2 separate regions of the Salmo salar genome follow, and region 1 is linked to region 2. Evidence: chromatin contacts called from public Hi-C data. All regions are on one chromosome and are shown on one strand. The core of a region is the stretch at or near the end of the contact, and the rest is flanking DNA. Distances in the headings are between cores, read along the strand shown. Region 1 has its middle 38 kb from the start of asph. Region 2 holds the start of asph (aspartate beta-hydroxylase).

Evidence for each region. A called contact is a pair of places that touch in the nucleus more often than the background predicts.
Region 1: a contact with region 2 is called in a Hi-C map of gill, with 2.2 times the contacts expected there. The contact joins the enhancer-like site here to the promoter of asph in region 2. A contact is called at or near these places in 2 of 3 Hi-C or Micro-C datasets (gill and muscle).

Annotation. Positions count from the first base shown.
Region 1 is chrssa14:16,299,160-16,302,610 of Ssal_v3.1, forward strand. No RefSeq gene overlaps it. Among protein-coding and RNA genes, the nearest start is that of asph, 38 kb to the left of the region's middle. Within about 2 kb of position 1,727, at least 4 of the 13 cell types and tissues checked have an H3K27ac peak or open chromatin away from gene starts, as enhancers often do. A contact at or near this core is called in gill, where this site is marked.
Region 2 is chrssa14:16,261,321-16,264,345 of Ssal_v3.1, forward strand. asph (aspartate beta-hydroxylase) reads left to right here and starts at 1,512. Exons shown (of 10, transcript XM_045693996.1): 1 at 1,512-1,798. The coding sequence starts at 1,759.

The DNA.
Region 1 (3,451 bases), core at 477-2,976, 38 kb after region 2:
AGGTACCCTTTAAAGGCCCGGTGTTGTCGATTTGCTTGTGTTTTATATATACCACACATTAGGAACACCTTCCTAATATTTAGTTTTATGCCTCCCTTTTGCCCTCAGAACAGCCTGGATTTGTCGGCATGCTCTACAAGGTGTCAAAAGCTTCCCACAGGGATGCGGGTCCATGTTGACTCCAATGCGTCCCACAGTTGTCAAATTGGCTGGATGTCCTTTGGGTGGTGACCATTCTTGATACACACGGGAAACTGTTGACTGTGGAAAAACCTAGCACTGTTGCAGTGCTTGACACAAACCGGTGCACCTGGCACCTACTACCATACCCCGCTCAAAGGCATTTTCAATATTTTGTCTTGCCCATTCACCCGCTGAATGGCATACATACACAATCCATGTCTCAAGGCTTAAAAATATATATTTTTGCCTGTCTCCCCTTCATCTCACTGATTGAAGTGGATTAAGTGACATCAATAAGGGATCATAGCTTTCACCTGGTCAGTCTGTCATGGTAGGTGTTTAATGTTTTGTATACTTAGTGTATTTCCACACTATGGGGTTGGAATAATACTGTGAAATAATTAAAATGATAATGCCTTTTTAATGTAAGAGCTGTTTGAATAGACTGCCTGAAATTCATCCTGTTTTGGTGGGATGGAGTTTTGGCCTGCCTGCTAACATCACTAAGAGTTCCAAATCTCTCTGCCAATAACAGCTCGTTTTTAGTTCTCTCTCCACTCACACCACTCCCAGACACAGCTACCAAACTTCTTGCTTGAGAAATTGCTTTGTTAAGATGCAATTTTTTTATTTTTTACCATTTTAATTGAAAACAATCACAGTACTTGAGCAGTAGTTCTTATTAAGATGTGTTTGAGAAATATAAATTATTTGATCTTGAGATAAAATGGCTGCTTTGGACCTTTGAAGGGCAACTTCACCACTTAACATTTGGGTTGTTATGACTTATTTAGTGATGTCCTACACAGTTTTAGTGTAGTTTTCATGTTTATTGACTGTTTAGTCATGAGCAAAACCAGAAATTGCTTCTCTGACGTTTTCAAGTAGAATCCCTGAGTAAATTATGGACAGTCATTTATATAACCTGTCTATAGATGTCTGATCATATTGGAACTCCCTGCTATATGTTGCTCTGGTTGTCTTCAAATAACATTTTTAAATAGACCCTCAAAAACCAATAGTATGATATTTATAGTTGGCTTGCTACAATATTTTTCTGTTGTTCAAGGCTCAAACTCCCATGATTCCATTCGGCAAAACCACTTCCACCGTCGAAGTCGCAGCTCTGCCAGCAGTTCCATTGCGACCTTTCCAAATAGAGAGAAATAGTAATGTCTTTTTAGTAGGTACTAACTCCGCCATCGTTCGTTGGACAAAGCCCATGGATTAACGCAGAAAATAAGGTTTAGCAGATCTTATATGTTGTGTTCTATCTGATAATCTTCATCAGCTAACTTCACTTTTTGTGAATTTTGAGGAATGTATGTAGTACTAAAAAACAAATCCAATAAAGGCTTCTTAATTCATAACGGTCATGTTAACTGACCTCTTATCTCAGAGCAAAACGTATATTAAAGAAAGCCCGTGTTAACCTCTGACTTTATTTTCGGTGTTTATTCCAAAACCATATTCTTTCCCCATATGTATGGCTGAACAAACCAGATGTAACTTATTTCCGGGTTTTAAGACTACAGGCTAGCGAGCCTATATTTTCGTAGTAATTGACTTGTAAAATTCATATTTTTGTATTAGTTCCAATAGGCCTACAGTGTTGTTGGCTGGTTGCTTGGACAGTAGCTAAGGCTGTATTTGGCAGATAGTTTTTGAAAACACTTTAATACAGATGCAACAGGGTTAGCTACTTAGCTAGCATTGTTAATGTTAGCACCAAAGATGCTAAGTGAAAATCTACAGAATGGTAGCTCTCCGCGAACAGGGTTGGAGAGCCCTGGCCTAGGCAATAGATCGCAAAGCAGCGTCTCCGCTAAACTTTTTGGAAATGTTAAATTAAACTTCTCATCCATAAAGTGCTAATACGGTTCAGCAGCTCAAATTATCAGGATGTAGGGCATTGCTATTGGGAAGGATTTATACCATGGATGGACAGCTAAAACAATTATGATCACACTTCAATTCATCAATTTAAATATAATGGAGAGACCTATACATTTGGCAGCCAAGCACGAGTTGTCAGTGTGTAGCCTATTATCGTCTAGATATGACGTTGACATATCTTCAATGAATAGACAGCCTAGTCAGCCCAGTTTTGAATATAAATCAAATTGGATCACAATCACATTTTCTCCTGACACACAAATGGACTATAAATACATAACGTTACCAATTAGTTACCCTGACCAAACGGACAGTGCACATAGGCTGTATGCTCTTATTAGTAACCTACAGGTGATCAGACTGAAAAATGGTCTCGTTTTCATACCATATAGCATGTCAGATCTCTAACGTTAAGGTGTAGCCTGGGCTGCTGCAACATTTATACAGTGAGTTTTTGCTTGTGTCTGTCCGGAGTGATTGTGTTATCATCTTTGCGAAATAAATACCGGAGGAAAGTGGAAAGCGCGCGCGAAAAAAATGCGCTTGGTCAACCTCTCTCTTTAATCTAACTTTTGATGGATGATGGGATTGTTTTGGGCTTCTCCCCGTGCCTGCCTTTCATGGCATGTTGTATTTTTGGGTGGAGTATTAAAACCCCCTATTAGGTATTCTTGTCTCCAATCATTGATACCATGTGACAGTATAACCGATCCTAACACGGAATCCAAACCGGCTGCGCGCGTGCGCCATCGTGCATACTGTAATGAAACAGCAGGCAGGGAGCAGGTCTCGAACTCTCGACCTTCAAGCCCGAAGTCCGGCGCGCTATCGACTGTGTCGCAAAAGCATGCTCGAGCGGCAGAGTCGATTTCCGCGCTTATAAACCCAGGGTCGTTACACTACTCCCTCCTTTCAAAGAGCGCTTCCTCGCGACTCAACGTCTTACAGGAACGCGGTCACCGGCCGAGCACACGCACTGTCATGGATGCAAGGTCCGATCCCACTTCTGACACCAATGTAATGAAACAGCAGGCAGGGAGCAGGTGTCGAACCCTCGACCTTCAAGCCCGAAGTCCGGCGCGCTATCGACTGTGTCGCAAAAGCATGCTCGAGCGGCAGAGTCGATTTCCGCGCTTATAAACCCAGGGTCGTTACACTACTCCCTCCTTTCAAAGAGCGCTTCCTCGCGACTCAACGTCTTACAGGAACGCGGTCACCGGCCGAGCACACGCACTGTCATGGATGCAAGGTCCGATCCCACTTCTGACACCAATGTAATGAAACAGCAGGCAGGGAGCAGGTGTCGAACCCTCGACCTTCAAGCCCGAAGTCCGGCGCGCTATCGACTGTGCCGCAAAAGCATGCTCGAGCG
Region 2 (3,025 bases), core at 262-2,761:
GCCATCACAAACCCTGACCTCAATCCTATAGAAAATTTGTGGACAGAACTGAAAAAGTGTGTGCGAGCAAGGAAGCCTACAAACCTGACTCAGTTACACCAGCTCTGTCTGGAGGAATGGGCCAAAATTCACCCAACTTATTGTGGGAAGCTTGTGGAAGGCTACCCGAAACTTTTGACCCAAGTTAAACAATTTAAAGGCAATGCTACCAAATGCAAATTGAGTGTGTGTAAACTGCTGACCCACTGGGAATGTGATGAAAGAAATAAAAGCTGTAATAAATCATTCTCTCTACTATTATTCTGACATTCTTAAAATAAAGTGGTGATCCTAACTGACGTAAACAGGGAATTTTTACTAGGATTAAATGTCAGGAATATTGAAAAACTGAGTTTAAATGTATTTGGCTAAGGTGTATGTAAACTTCCGACTTCAACTAAAACTAAATGTCCCTAGTTCAATCAAAATTGTGTATACTTATGTGTAGTTTTATACAGGCAAAGTATGTCTAGGATGTTCACATTGCCTGAAATGGACCCATCTGTACTGTATTTGATGATGTGGACAATTGAATAAATGGGGGGGGCACAATGTATGGAACATCAACCTACAGACACACAGTGTACTAGGCCAGCACGTGTAGGCTACATCAGAATTGAATATTTAACTGGACAGTAATGATTTGTATTTAGTATGCTGTCGATGGAATATTTGACATTTATAAAGGGGGTACTCTACTTTGAAAATAATATATATTGGTTTCTGATGAATAAGAGTAGAATCACCACTGCTGACACTGGATTTAAGTGCGCAAGCACTACTGAGCTCATGGAAGCTAGGCTACTCTATGTGATTCATTCTCTGCACGGTCTTTCATCTGTGTGACGCTAACGGTGGTCATTCTCTGCACGGTCTCATCTTTGTGATACTGAGAGTTCTCTATCAAATGCACATAAAACATGCATCAATCACATTCCACAACAAGATTACGTGGTTTTATGGGACATATTTGTTAAAAACTGGTTACAACTGCACAAAGGCTCAGAGATTACATAGGTTATGTAATAACGAGCTAATACAGTACTGTGAAAAACAGATCTCGCGATGGGTGTATCTTCCATCTTGCCACGTTCGAGCGCTGACGTAAAACGGAAATGTCTAGATGGGATACAGCTTTTGTCAAACGAATGTCAAAAAATATATTTTTTGCATTTTAGCTAACCCTAACCTTAACATAATTATCCTAAACTGCTACGTTAATTCTACTAACATGCTGCGTAAGTTCTAAAAAAACTACCGCACACTCTAGGAGCTCAGATGCAATCATTGAATAACCTAATAACCAACGTTTCGACAGACAAGCTGTCTTCATCAGGGTAGTTCTCATAACCTACGAAAAGTCCATTTTGACGAAAGCTGTATCCCTTATAGTTAAAACCACATGAAGGGGGGATAAACAAGGCGGTTCTAGCCTGCGGGGGTATCCCAATGACTGTATCCATACGATTGAATAAGACAACCACCTCTGAAAGCGAATTGGACGAGATTTTCCTTCTCTCCGCCCACCGCGTCTTCGTGAAGCTCGCACTGGCTGAGGGCGCATTCACTAAACAGTGGACGGGGTTGCTATGGGCTTCGGGTTATGAGGGCAGAGATTTGATTTGTACAGGGCCACCTTTAGCGCAAGAAATTGAGAGTGAAGCTCGTTAATTTTGAATTTCCACATTTCTACTTGAATCCAAGCAACTTCGAATAGCCATGGCCCCGAAGAAAAACGCACGAGGACACAAAATGAAAGGTTCGTAATTTTAGTAGTGGCAGTGGTGCATGGAACCAACCTTAGCTGCAGAATGGCTTTAAAAGTTAATCGGGGGGCAATATTGACATTTTCATTTAAGCATTGCAAGTTAGCCTACAACAATACGAAGCCTATAAAACTGGACAATATGTAGCATAAGGTCAACAACATACCAACAAAGTAAGCCAGCAATTGTTCCCCTTTTTACGGAGCCATTAACAACTGTACAGTACATTGTTTCGAGTTATAGTAAACAGCACAAACAGTGTCTCTTTATATCCAGATTTCAGACGTTTTCCCTATTTTACTATACATTATACATACTGTTCATAACAGCGCATTTGTTCGATTTGAACAATGTTATTGCAATTCGTCAGGTTGCAAAGAAGAGTTTGCACCACCATTTCCCGTGCATTTTAGATTGGCTATGGTCGCCAAGAATAGTGAGGATCTGTTTCATCTTGTGCTCACGTATGACAATATGTGTCATTTTACGCAGCGAGACCAATTACATATCCACCTCGTAGACTTCAGCGGAAACTGCATCAGTTGCGTGTATTGTCCCCCCCATTTACTTTTCCTTAATTTCTCCCAAGTGCTCACGTGTCAATAGTGGGAGAACGTGGGAGGGGTTACACGTGGCTTATATCGTCACTGTTGCGAATCAGGACCCATATGGATCCCTTTTAATTATAAGGACCCCCCCCCCCTTTTCTCATCGCGGGACCGCTCCCCAAGTTATGGAGATGATTAATTACATTGGCATGGGCTGAGCTCCCAGCTTTAAACTTTCTAAACGAATGGTTTTAGGGCGGACTGCAAGGGGGTGCTTGTACAAGTCATGCTAAATATTGGGCCCCTTTTCAAAAACTCCAGTGTCATTGTGACACGTGTCCTTAGAAACGTTTACCCGAAGTTTTTATTGTATTTAAAATATATATAAATTTAACCTTTATTTAACTAGGCAAGTCAGTTGTTTTTTGTAGACTTCTAGTTCTTGTAGACTTATATAACCTTAGAATGTGTTGCAAAAAGGTAAGTAGATTGTGGCCATCTTTTGTTACTATCAGTGTTTCAGTGCCCCTCATTTTTAGGCTACTTCCTTATTTTATTCATCTGATATAGAAAGCCGCATTTATACCATGTTTTGTTACACTTTCAGTAAGATGATAATCATCAGGCCACTATCATGCAAATCGGTCATATCAGTGTGAATATTATGGTTCC